2 separate regions of the Mus musculus genome follow, and region 1 is linked to region 2. Evidence: chromatin contacts called from public Hi-C data. All regions are on one chromosome and are shown on one strand. Each heading gives the region's core, a stretch centred on a gene start, on an enhancer-like site or on the middle of the called end of the contact. The rest is flanking DNA. Distances are from core to core; before and after follow the strand shown.

Evidence for each region. Hi-C and Micro-C count contacts between places; a contact is called where the count stands out from the background.
Region 1: a Hi-C map of muscle stem cells shows a contact between it and region 2, with 2.7 times the contacts expected there. The contact joins two enhancer-like sites. A contact is called at or near these places in 5 of 484 Hi-C or Micro-C datasets (cerebral cortex, embryonic fibroblasts, embryonic stem cells and 1 more) and 2 of 115 datasets of contacts at active chromatin or transcription factors (embryonic basal ganglia and embryonic stem cells).

Annotation. Positions count from the first base shown.
Region 1 is chr10:69,808,983-69,815,506 of GRCm38.p6, reverse strand. It overlaps Ank3 (ankyrin 3, epithelial), which reads right to left. Exons shown (of 43, transcript NM_146005.3): 4 at 6,238-6,336. Among named protein-coding and RNA genes, the nearest start is that of Gm33416, 54 kb to the left of the region's middle. Within about 2 kb of position 4,791, at least 4 of the 459 cell types and tissues checked have an H3K27ac peak or open chromatin away from gene starts, as enhancers often do. A contact at or near this core is called in muscle stem cells, where this site is marked.
Region 2 is chr10:69,658,359-69,665,401 of GRCm38.p6, reverse strand. The region is part of intron 1 of Ank3 (ankyrin 3, epithelial); the gene reads right to left. Among named protein-coding and RNA genes, the nearest start is that of Gm33464, 99 kb to the right of the region's middle. Within about 2 kb of position 2,856, at least 29 of the 459 cell types and tissues checked have an H3K27ac peak or open chromatin away from gene starts, as enhancers often do. A contact at or near this core is called in muscle stem cells, where this site is marked.

The DNA.
Region 1 (6,524 bases), core at 3,542-6,041, 150 kb before region 2:
CATAATCACAATTAGACTGCTAGTCACACAAAGGTAGGGTTAGTATTCACAGTCAATAGTCTTAAAGAAACTTCTAGCAATTTATGCACCGTATATCTATCGTCAACTGTGTTTGAGGTACTACCGTGAGTGAAATGTCTTACTAGCTGCTGCAAGGATACAGAGGAAAATGGATTCAACAGTTCAAGCATCAATCATTGATTGCAAAGACAGATGTACTGCTTTCATATAAAAGGAGGCACTTCAGAGAGTTCCAGCTTGGGAAGGAAAGTATTTTAACTTTAAATTACTTCAAACATATGACAGATGTTATTTCACAAACCAAGACTCTCATGCAAAATACATGGCAGGGTGCAACTGTTTCCCACAACTACTTCCCCCTTCCTTTTCTTTGGAGACAAGGTCTCATGTACCCTCGGTTGGCCTAGAATCTACTACATAGCTGAGGCTAGCCTTAAACTTCCAATCCTTTCCCTCCCGGGTGCTGAGGTCACAGGTGTGTTATCCCACTGTGCCTGACTCCCCCTTTGGCTTAGGGCTTGTGATGGTTTGTATAAGCATGGCCCAGAGACTGGCACTATTAGGGGGTGTGGCCTTATTGGAGTGGGTGTGTCACTGTGAGTATGGGCTATAAGTATAAGACCCTCATCCTAGCTTCTTGGAAGTCAGTATTCTGCCATCAGACTTTAGATGAAGATGTAGAACTCTCAGCTCCTCCTGCACCATGCCTGTCTGGATGCTGCCCTGCTCCCTCCTTGATGATAATGGACTGAACCTCTGAATCTGTAAGCCAGCCCTAATTAAATGTCCTGCATCGGTCATGGTGTCTGATCATACCAGCAAAACCCTAAGACAGAGCTTCTTGCCTTTCTAGCACTAAGACCAGAGAAACTGGCCTTTTCCAAAAGTGACATTCCTGTTCCTGTCCACATATTTTTGATTCCTAAAACTATGTGTTTTTTGACACTGAACTGTCACTCCATAAAACTCATAAAATATACAGCTCAGTGCTCACAGAAGTGGGATGAGAGCCTTGCTGGGCAAGAACCACGGTGAAATGCTGCCCCACTCATCCCTCATCATGCACCTGTTGGTACCAATTTTCGACATCTGCCTTTCTCTATAACCTTGGCAACCACCCATCTCTGTCCTGTGTCTGAGGCTTTGTTTATTTCAGGCATTTCATATGAATGAGATCACACATGCAGCCCCGAAGGGTCTTACTCTCTTTCTGTTATCTGGGCTGATGAAATGTTTTTGTGCTTCCTTCCCTTACAAGAATGTTCCAGTTTCAAAACCAACACCCCCCCCCCCCCCAGGGATTATGGTTGAAGACTTGGTTCCTATTTAAATATTCAGAGGGCCTTGGGAAGACATTGGATCATGAGATCTGTAATGCAATCAGTGGGTGAATCCATTACAGAGCTGTATTTGATGGCATTCTTGGGAGGTGGTGGAGAATGCCGGGGTAGGGTCTGTTGTGTTTTATAGCAAGCCTGCCTAGCTGGCTGTTGCCAGGCAACTGTTGGGCAGAGCCTAGAAAGAACCCTAACAGGGTCTGGTGAGAGGAAGCAGGCCATTGGAGGGCGTACCTTTGGCTCTTTCTAATTTCATTCTGATTTATGGTTATGTAGGGGTGAGCAGCTAGGACCTGTCTTGGCTGGACGCTGAGACAGATGGGTCTGCTTCTCGCTGACGATGTTGTAGACATGTAGATGAGCTATCTTTGTTTGCCTTTTAGTTTTCTCTCCTGTACTGTGTTCTCCCCAGTTCCCACCAGCAACCTCAAGGGATGTCAAGGGCTCTTTTATTCTTTGGCTCTGGCTAGGTTCTCCTGCCCTCTACTCCAATGATCAACTTTCCAGAACTTTCTGTCTCCTCCTTAGCCTTCTGTTCTCAAAGATCCCCAAATTCAAAGCCAATAAACTCTTCGGAAACTTCTTTTGCTCTTTTAATCCAAGTAATTGAATGATCTAATATACATATTATCTATCAATAAAGAATCTACAAGTATCTTTTGAAGAGACTGACTAAAAAAATCTTGCCATTAAACTAGCCCAGAGGCCTAAGACACCGCCCATGACTCATGGTACCCCCATGGGCAGCATGTAAACTATCAGTGGTTGTTGATGAGGCAGTTGGACCCAGGGGATGGCCAGATTTGAGAAAGATGTTTCTTCTCCATTTTCAGATTTGCTTAAAAATTAGGAAACCATCAAACTAGAGCCAGTTAAGACAGGAACACGTTGGAGCTCAATTTACATTTTCCTCTCTGTGTCAACAGTAGATTGAAGTCCCCCAGGGAAGGGCAGCTTAAGACACAGTGTGCTATTTAAAATCTGATTTTATCTATTATCTCTGATACCTTCCACTCTCATTGTTTACAGTGGGGTTATTGCACATGCAGGCAAATCTGCAGACTAAGAACTTTTCGGAGGAGTGTGGGGGCATGTTCCATCACACACAAAAAACAACAAACAAACTAACTCCACAAAACCATCTCATGCCTGAAGGATGGCCCTTCCTAGGATTTCTTCATCATGGCCAACTCCTACACAGTAAAGTATTTCACTGGAGCCTGTGTGACACTAAGTTCTGTGAAAGTCTGATTAAAGATCAAAAGTCCGAGTCTGACTATGAGAATCTGGTTCTTCTAATACAGGGGTCATCGGGATGTGGGGTAAACCCTCAAGGGTACCCAAAAGATCACATTTGACTTGAGGTATTTTGTCCTTTGTAAAAACAAGTAAGGAAACTTGTTCATTCAAAATATCTCCATAGCCAAAATACTGCCAGAAACAGACGCTGCCTGTATAACCAGTCAGCTATGCCTTTGGATGCAGTCAAGGATGAGAGAGAAATGGGAAGTCAGTGGTTTTTACCTGAGCAGTTTGTCTTAAATGGTAAACACCATGTATTACTATTATATTCAGGGCAAAACACTAAGGTTAAAAAGAAATGAGTTCTTTACAATTACAATTCAGTTAGCCAATGGTGTATCGCATGTGTGCATGTGTGCGTGTGTACGTGTGTGTGTGTGCGTGTGTTTGTGTGTGTGTGTGTGTGTAGGCCAGTCTAGTTAACCAGCTTGCTCTGGTGATTCGATGCCACCCCTCCTGTGTGCTGGGACTCCAGGTAGGTTCTCATTCTTGTGTGGCTTTTATGTGGGTGCTGAGAATTCTGACTCTTTCCCTGCTGAGCCATCTCCCTGGTCCAATTTTTTTCCCCTAAGGTATAGCAAAGAGGTTATGGGAATGTAAAGCCTTTTTAAGGAAGAATTTGACAATTGTTAAGACATGAGATGAAGGCAATGACCAAAACTCATTTAAAGTAAACAAACAAAACTCCCAAACAACAACAACAAAATAAAATGCAGGGCTGGAGAGATGGCTCAGTCAGGAAAAGCTCAGCTCACAACCAAAATAAAGTTAAAAAAAAAAAAAAACCCAGACTTGTAATTATAATGTTCAAATGCACAAGAACAGGGTTCCAATGCTAGCCTGTGCCATTGTTACTAAGGTTCAAGGAGAGGAGAGGGAGGACAGTGTTTGGGATGTAACTAACTAACTAACTAACTAACTAAACAAATAAATAAAGATTCAAGGAGGGGAAGGGATTCTCAACTATTTCTTTTTAAAGATTATACAGAAATATTTATATTTGTATTATTATTATTAGTGTGTGTATGTGTGTGCACGCATATATGTGCTTACACGTGCATGTTTGCATGGGAAGGTTGAGGGACAATTTGTAAGAGTCAAGTTCTCTCTCTCCACCATGAGGGTCCTGGGGTTGAACTGAAGTCTTCAGCCTCAGCAAGGAGGTACTTTATGATATTTGAAGAAGAAAGAGTTTGTAGGTGACTTTTCACTTAGAAACCTATCACCTTCCCTCCCTCTCTCCCTCCCTATCTCTCTTTCTTTCCCCAATCTAGAACTCAGGATCCTTCTACCTCAGCCTCCCATGTGCTGAGATTTCAGGCATGCTCCTGCACACCAGTCTGTCTTTCTTGAGTGTGAACATTTCCATGTTTTGTTTGTTAGCGCATGAATAAAATTTCCACTTAAAGAAATATTTTATTTATTTTTAAGGCAGATTTTATGTAGCCCAGGCTGGCTTTGCACTTGGTATATCAACGCAGAGGACCCTGAACTTCTGATCCTTCTGCCTCTACTTCCCAAATGCTGGGATCAGAACCATGAACCGCCATGCACAGTTAATGTGATGCTGGGATTGAACACGGGGCTCTATTGCATGCTTAGCAAACACTTTGCCCATTGAGCAGCGTCTTCTTTTAGGTCATTGCTGACTTTTGGTCTATGTAAAGTTCCTGCTTAAGAGTTGCTCTGAAGCAAGGTCACCTCCCTGTTCCTTCTAGCCACAGCATGGCTCAGGAGGCACACAAGATCAGGTTTCCAGATGGAGGAGTGTGTGAGTGTGTGTGTGTGTGTGTGTGTGTGTGTGTGTGTGTGTGTGTGTGTGTGTGACGGGGATCCCCGGGCACAGCTGCAAGGAGAAGGACTTCACAGGCTCCATTCTTTCTCCTACGGCATCATCAGTGTGGAACGTGTATAAATTGAAATTAAAACGGATTTGGGCTTCATTCATCTCGACCACAGCTTTCCCACTTACTGATGGTAGGTTTATAGCTGCGGCTGCCCTTGGACATAATCAGGAATGCGTGCAGGATTTGAAGGAGAAATTCTGATTGGAAATGGATTCAAGACTTGTCCTACTATCTCATCACTCGCTGCTTACTGCTCACTGTGTTTCAGTAGGCAAAACTGCAGCAATGTTTTTTTTGGGGCAAAGTATGATGTAAGCCATTGAGATGGCTCAGCCGGTGAAAGCGTTTGCTGTTAATCCTGACAACCTGAGTTGGATCCCTGGGACCCATGAATGGGAGGGAAGAACTGACTTGACCAGTTGTCATCTAATTCCCACGTGTATGCCCTAGCTCACACATGGCTTCTACCCTCACAAAAATAAACGTAACTAAAAAAATATATATTTAAAGCACATATTTCTCATTTTCTTTTGTAATTGGCTTGTTAATAATATCTGAAAGTATATTTGCTAAACTCGAATTTTATATTGTTTCTTTTCTGGAAAAGCAGGATTGTTCAAAGCAAACTTCTCACAGACAAAGGAACAAGAGGAGCGAATGATGGAGGGACCCTGCAGTTGCGGGCTGAGTACGTTGACTTCCCTGACATTGATGGACATAAGGACCAAAGCTCTTACACTGATGCTCTTAGTCATCGTGAGTCTGCAGATGCCTCAGGTAGAGGAGGTTCATCAGCCAAAGATACCCAAAGGTAATGAGCCCAGGACACTTAACAGGGAGACCAAAAGGCCATTGGGAATCTAAATAAAAAATAAAGTGTGCTTTGAGTCATTGTGAGGCTGAGTGAGACAATTATCTCCAAGCCTGATGACCAGAGTTCAAGCCTCAGGACACACATGGTGGCAGGAGAGATCTTACTTCCCAAGGTTGTCCTCTGGCCTCCACCAGAGAGCAAACACACACATCCACATGATAACTAAATACAATAATTTTATTGTAAATATAAAGGCTCTGTGTGTCTTTCATCCAGGAATTAAATGGTCAAATGTGGAGTAGAAATCCTGGATTGGAATTTAAAATGTCTACAACAGTCCTCTGTGGACTCTGCTGCCTTACCAGATGTCTGCTTAGCTGCACAGCCTTTGATGACGCCACGCCAATGTCAATGAGTGGATGGTGAGTACCTGCTATTTGAAACCAGTAAAGTACAAAAGCTATTTTTTTCTTTTAGATTCAAAGACAAAGATTAAGATAGTAGGTAGTCTATGGCGCTGTTTCTAGGACCTCATATGACTGTCTAGAGAGATGATCGGAGAACTTATTCAGCACAAATAGTCAAACATTTTAAAGTCTGGGGAATTTTTAAATTTCTGGGTTTTTGTTTTCTTTTGCTTTGCATTTTATTTGTTTCTTTTGCTTTGCATTTTATTTGTTTCACAGCTGTCAGTCATGGCCTTTCACAGGTTGGCCATGGTTGAAAATTCTACCTCTCGAAACACAAATTGTAAATGGAGATACATTTAAACTCTAGGAACTCTCATGACTACTTGATAAAACAGGCCTGCAAGCGACGTGCCCTTAGCTGACCTGTAACTCAAACAAACGCTTGGTCCAGAAGTCATATTGGTAAATAACAGTCAAAGTCCTTTGCAATATGGTTTTAAATTCACCTGAGATTGTGCGTTGACATTCGCTCCGTTCGTAACCAAGACCTTGACCACTTCCGCTTGCCCAGCCAAAGATGCGATGTGTAAGGCCGTGTTTCCTTTCTGTGGAATGAGAGGGAAGAGACACATGAGCTCCTAGCCTGTTGTTCAATGCCTCTGTGAGGCACAGATGATGAAGCTATAGATGATGAAGCTGAAGGGGGCTAGCAGCTCAGGAGAATGGTATTCTTCTTCATATGGACGGTGACCCTTTACAGACCTGGACAAGTGTCACCAAAGGCACCAAGCCC
Region 2 (7,043 bases), core at 1,607-4,106:
TTGACATCATTACAATTTTCTGACCAATGCATCTGCCTAGCATCCTTGCTGATGTCTTGCAAATTAGGTTCACAATACCCGCCTAAGGACTCATGTCCAAGGCTGGTCCCATCCTATGTCACCATTAAGAGACTGGGGGGAAGTTGTGGGAAGGGTGTCACTACTGTATTGGAAGCCTGCCCCTGAAAGGAACTGCGGGGTCCAGGTCTCTCCCTCTTTTTAATTTTGCTTTCTAGTCATCAGGCAGCAAGCCAGGACACTAACCCAGACCCTTTTTACACTCTTACTTCCTGACACCCGGATCTTCCTTTTCCCAGGCTTCCTAGCAACAGGGCCACCTGAGCCGGGACTGAAATCTCTGAAGCTATAAACCATCATGAACCACTTTGCTTTTTAAGTTAGTTATCCAAGCCAGGTGTGGTGGCGCACGCCTTTAATCCCAGCACTTGGGAGGCAGAGGCAGGCGATTTTCCAAGTTTGAGGCCAGCCTGGTCTACAAAGTGAGTTCCAGGACAGCCAGGGCTACACAGAGAAACCCTGTCTCAAAAAACAAAAACAAACAAACAAACAAATAAACAAAAAGTTATCTAAGTTATTTGACCATATCAGATCGACTTTTTGTAACAAAATGGCTTGGTTTTTTGTTTTTGTTTTTTTTAAAGAGAAACTTCATATGATTTATAGAATTTTTTTTTTAATCTGCACAGAAGTACCACTTATTCTGTGTGGGGTAAATTTTTTTTTTTACCCCTTATTGCTATCAAGTAAGACATTTTCCTTTGAGGTAAATAAAATTTGGGGCTAGGGACTTGATCCTCATGCATGCCAGGAAAGCACTGTGTCCACCGACCCACATACCTGACCCCATAAGTAGGGTAAATTTAGGGGTGAAAAGAAGATGACCAGTCAAGGCTTCGGAATAGTGGAGCACTGACTTGGGGAGACAGTTCCTGGCTTCCATGTTGGCTTAATTTCCTTTTAACCCTCTTCCTCTTCTTCCTCCTCCTCAGACTTATTTTAACATGTGTCAGTGAGTGTGTTTGTCTGCCAACGGAAGTCAGAAGAAGGAAATTGGGTCCCTGGAGCTGGAGTTACAGGTAGCAGTTAGTTATCTAACATGGGCGCTAGGAACCCAAGTCTGGTCCTTTCGAAGAGCAGCCAACACCCTTAGTGGCCGAGTCAGCTCACCAGCCTGTTCGGTTAGAAATCACTCAGCCTGTCATAGCTCAGGTGCTTTCTCTATAAATCAAAACCAGCTACAACTGCATGCCCTATGTCCATCACATGAGGGCTGTGGGTTCAAGTAAGATAGTAGATGTGAAGTTTCTTTGCAGAATAAGAAGAGGTCTGTGTGCAAGCATGCTATCAGCAGCATTATTTAAATTTATCACTTCTGCATTAAAACATGGTATGAAGTATATCTTGAAAATACTGTGATGACCTCAATTTTCTTTTATTAATTAAATTTCACTTTATGTGAATGCATGTTTGCTTGCGCGCACATGTGTGTGTGTGTGTGTGTGTGTGTGTGTGTGTGTGTAGCATTTGAATGTCTATCGCCCTCAGAGGTCAGAGGTGGGTGCTAGATCCCATGAAAATGGACTCAGGTGATTGTAAGCTGCCATGTAAGTGCTAGGAATTAAACCCAGGTCCTCAGGAAAAGCCATAAGTGTTCCTAACCTCTGAGTCACCTCTCTAGCCCACCCTTACACTTCATGACAAGACAAAATGGATTTACTTTTATTTATGAATATTTGTCCTGATTTCAGCACCACAAAAATTGGATAATTGAAACATGAATCAGATTTTCATGTACATATGAAAGCCTGTATAATAGCCTATATGTGATATATGTATATACAGTATGTACCTTGTATATACAGTATGAGAGCAACTGTCTAATGACAGTACTGTTGGACACAGTATGTAGTCAACCTTTGAGCAGTGCACATGAACTCCCTAGTCAGGGAGTATCGTGAATACAAACAAAGGAAAAATGTATAATGCTATCAAATTCCATATTGTGTTTAGTTCTTGTTTCTTTTTAATGCTTTACATTTTAAAAAAGTCCTTAATCTTTTTTTTTTTTTTTTTTTTTTTTTGCAGTCCAGTCATTATCCCCTTCCAGGTCTGCCCTCTGACAGTCCCCCCACACTTGCCTCAAAACCTCTCCCCCAACCCCCCAACCCCTGTTCCAAGAGTATCTCCCCACACACCCACACCCATCCCACACCCTGCCAGGCCTCCCCACTCCCTGAGGCCGCAAATTTCTCGAGGGTTAGGTGCATTTTCTCTCACTGAGGCCTAACCAGTCAGTCCTCTGCTGTATATGTGGCCTCGGACCTGCTAGTTTATGGTGTCTGGTTGGTGGCTCAGTGTCTGAGAGATCTCGGGAGTCCAGATTAGTTGAGACTGTTGGTCTTCCTATAGGGTCACCCTCCTCAGCTTCTTCCAGCTTTTCCCCCAATTCAACCACAGGGGTCCCCGCTTCTGTCCATTGGTTGGGTGCTAGTATCTGTATTTGTCTCTGTCTGTGTTTATTTCTTTTTTGTTTTGTTTTGTTTTTGTTTTTGTTTTTTGGGTTTTTGAGACAGGGTTTCTCTGTGTAGCCCTGGCTGTCCTGGAACTCACTCTGTAGACCAGGCTGGCCTGGAACTCAGAAATCCACCTGCCTTTGCCTCCCAAGTGCTGGGATCAAAGACGTGCGCCACCACTGCCCGCTCTGTGTTTGTTTCTTAAGAGCTCGGATTCAGTTTACCCTCAATCTCTAGATCAGGAAACAATCTCTTCCAGAGGAGAAGGAGTGCCACATTCTTTGGAAAGCCTCCTCAGATCAGTTGCTGGCTTTCCTGCACTGCCCCCTTGTGGAACAGTTGAGCAAAACAGCCAGACTCATAATGCAACCTGGGACTGTGTCCAGCCTGAGACAAAGCCTTAGATGCCCCTAGTACAGCTCCAACCTTTACAAAAAAGCTCCAGTGGAAAGGATTCAGAATTCATCCGCCTGCAACGACTCTGGCAGAGCGTTCTCCACCTCCAGAAGTCACTAGTGTTCCAGCTTTGATTCGTGCAAACATGCGTTCCAGGTGAACCTCTGTTCTTTTCGGGGCATGTTTACTTTAAAACAGCATTGAGTGTAAAGCTCCCCCCAAAGAAACCAAAGCATCTGAGAGATTCGTAGGTCACCAGCGGCACCTATTCCTTTCTCGGCGGGAGGAGGGACCCCTTGTCTGCTCCCATCATATGGACCAGCAGAGGCGCAGGGTTCATTGCTCACACCCATGTGTGTCTTGGTTGCTAACTGATATAGGCAAGCTTTGGGGGGAAATGTCGTCCCTAGGCAGGTGCTATGGGGCTGAATGAGAGAGTTAATAATGAATGCTTGAGCAAGTAAGCTAGCAAGCAGGGTTCCTCACAGTTTCTGCCCTCACTTCGAGACGGACTCTGAGCTGGAAGCGTCAGCCTAAGTTTCCTCTTCTGATCACGGGGTTTGTCACAGGCACAGCAAGAAAATGTGAACAGCTGCTAAGATTAAAAAAAAAAGGTTTATTTATTTATTTATTTATTTATTTATTTATTTATTTATTGTATTTATATGAGTACACTGTCACTGTCCTCAGATGCACCAGAAGAGGGCATCAGATCCCATTACAGATGGTTGTGAGCCACCACGTGGTTGCTGGGAATGGAACTCAGGTCCTCTGGAAGAGCAGTCAGTGCTCTTAACCACTGAGCCCCAGGTTCTAAGACTTTTAAAGACAATTGAAGATAAAAGAAATTCCATGGGCTGGTGAGATGGCTCAGTGGGTAAGAGCACCCGACTGCTCTTCCGAAGGTCCAGAGTTCAAATCCCAGCAACCACATGGTGGCTCACAACCATCCGTAACAAGATCTGACTCCCTCTTCTGGTGTGTCTGAAGACAGCTACAGTGTACTTACATATAATAATAAATAAATCTTTAAAAAAAAAAAAAAAGAAATTCCATGCCAGACAGATGATTTCCAGATAGGTCTCTTAGTCGGTAGACGACCTTGTCACTTGATAGCAGCCCTGGGTGCACATGGATCTATGTCTTTGATAACTCCTATTTTTGATGTTGCATCAAGTCCAATCAGACTGTGCAACCACTGTGGTGAATAAAGAATTATCTTGCTACCTTGCTACCGGTCTCAGCTCCATCCAGACAGTTGCAGCCGCACTGGGGGGCAGAATACCCAGCATGCACCACCGTCAGCTGAATCCCTCTCCTGTGACAGACTTTGTACAGTTTTCTTTCCCTCCCCTGAACACTTTCTGGCCTATAAAACCTCTGTTTCACGGAACCAAAGCCACCCTAAAGCACACATGCTGTCAGAATTCACTAATATTGTATGCACGTGGCTAGACGCCAACACAATCCCAATTTGTGTTAGTATCAGTAGATGTCCCCAAAAGGAGTCAGATTCCCCGGGAATCTGGCATTGGCCTGATAACCAATGGCGATTGAGTGCCGTGTTTTAAGAAACAATTGAAACCGGAAACCCACCTGGCAGTGGTGGGCAGGGCACTGACTGGGATGGCATGAGCCAACTGAGTTCTTTAAAGACAGACAAGAGATGACATTCGGGATGTCCTCATTTAGCTAAAGAGTTGCTTGCCAGGCTGGTGAGATGGCTCAGTGGGTAAGAGCACCCGACTGCTCTTCCGAAGGTCCAGAGTTCAAATCCCAGCAACCACATGGTGGCTCACAACCATCCGTAACGAGATCTGACTCCCTCTTCTGGAGTGTCTGAAGACAGCTACAATGTACTTACATATAATAAATAAATAAATCTTTAAAAAAAAAAGATTAAAAAAAAAAAAGAGTTGCTTGCCCAAGGAACTGGAATTGTTGCACAGGGGAGGAGGGGTCGGGGACAGATGCTTCAGGGATCTCGAACTCAAATTTGATAGGAAGGTATCTAGTCTTGCCCTAAGGATAGGCTCAACAACTGCTCTTGCATAAAATAGTGTGGCTTGGTACTCCCACAAAATGCATGTGACTGTCTAGGGCTGGGGTTCTCAACCTGTGGGTTATGACCCTTCTGTCAAACGTCTATCTCCAAAAGTATTTATATTATGATTCATAACAGTAGCAGAATTACTGTTATGAAGTAGCGACAAATACAATGTTACAGTTGGGGGATCACCACAACACGAGGAAGTATACTAAAGGGTTGTGGCATTAGGAAGGTTGAGAACCAATGGTCTAGGGAGTCACTCTTGCCAGCTGTTTGCATGTATTTCAAGGATAAGGTGCACGGCTTAGGCTGAAATTCACTCCGCCAATAGAATCTGCAGTACCACATCCCAATTAAATCCTCCAAAGACAGTTCTTGCAGCGCCAACATCTGGTACCCTAGTTCTTGAGCTAAAGCTATAAAGGGCCTTATTTAAAATGTAGGGGGGTGTAAGGAACATGGAAATGTTAACCCACAAACCATTTTGAGCTGTGAAGAACCTCATGATAATGGCTAACTGGATGTTAAATGTGAGAAAAGGTGGGGGGGAATTGAGTCCAAACCCCCAAATGGTTTCTGTATAAGACAGAGTGAGAGACCGGGACAAGCCTCCATGGCATCTCAGGTGGCTGGCAGTAAACACACCAGGAAGGAAGATGGAGCTCTCTGCAGTGCAGAAGCTGGAGAAATGCAGGCAAGCTGAGAGTCTTAATGCCCCAGGCCACCAGACCTCATCATTTGCTGCTATAAACAAGCAAGAACCAAGAGTAAGAGGCATACAAGTTTTAGGCTGGGAGAAAAATCACGTCAGCTATTGGGCAAAAGGAACGTGTCTTTGAAGATCCCTGGGACAACAGGAGTGGGCTTTGCAGCCTTTTCAGAAGCCCCCCCCCCCCCCAGGATCTCTAGGTTGTAGGAGGCACCCTGATTGCCCTAATGAACGTGTGGCTTTTCCTATTGTGAGATTCCCATACACACAGAGACCAATGAGACTTGAAAATGGTAGAATGATTCTGTTATGCAAATGGGAGAAAACAGACTGGTTTTTGTTTGTTGTGGTTTGGTTTGGTTTTGGAGAACTTTTATTTGTAGTCCTTTAGCAATGGCACCAGGTACTATGGAGGCCCCGGTGCGCCTCAGGGATATCATCCAGTCTGGGGATAAAAGCAAATTCTAGACAAAGCTGGTCCTCTATGTAGGCATGGTGCCTCACGTTTGCAATCCCAGAACTTGGGTGACAGAGGCAGGAGGATTGCTGTAAGTTCCAGGCCAGTCTAGGCTAAGGTTGATACCCTGTTTCAAAACCAAACAAAGTGAAGAAAGACAAAGCAAAACAAGATTCAGAAATATACAAAGATGTTGCCTGCAGAGACACTCAGTGGGTAAAGTGCTTGCTGCCTGGCAGGAGGACACAAGTTGGATTCCCCAGCACTGGTGTGGAACTCCTGTATCCTCAATGCTGAGGAGGCAGAGATGAGAGGATATTGCGGTCCACTGGTCAGGTCTACCTGAAACTCAAACTCCAGCTTCAGTGATCCTGTCTAAAAAACACCCCGGATGTCAACATACACACACAGGAAAACACCCCTACCTGCCACATGTACACACACATGCCTGTGCCCCCCCCCCCACACACACACAACTTCTACTGAAAAGCAGAGACAGAGTTGAGTCATTTCTCTGAGAGGAGTTGCCTCCTGGGATGATGGTAAGCCTGGCTGTGTGGTTCAGGGCCATGTTCTCCCCTCCCCGCCCCCCTGCCCCCTCCTTCGGTTCTCTTCTGAAGAAAATGGGTGACCTCAAAAGTCCTCACACTCTGAAGCTCTGATGCCTCATAACTGAACTTCAATTTCTTCCTAAATCCATCCCTCACCCAGGCTCAACAACTCTTGTGAGAATCTAAATACACTGCAGTAATTTTCACTTCTGCAGGAAGAAATCCAGTTAATTATAACACCAGCACACAGGCTTTTCCAGTCTGTACTGAGCGCCCCAGGAGCCTTCCACCGTTATGCAGAACACTCTCAACGGTCAGAGAGTCTTGGCAAGCCTGCTAGCTCTGA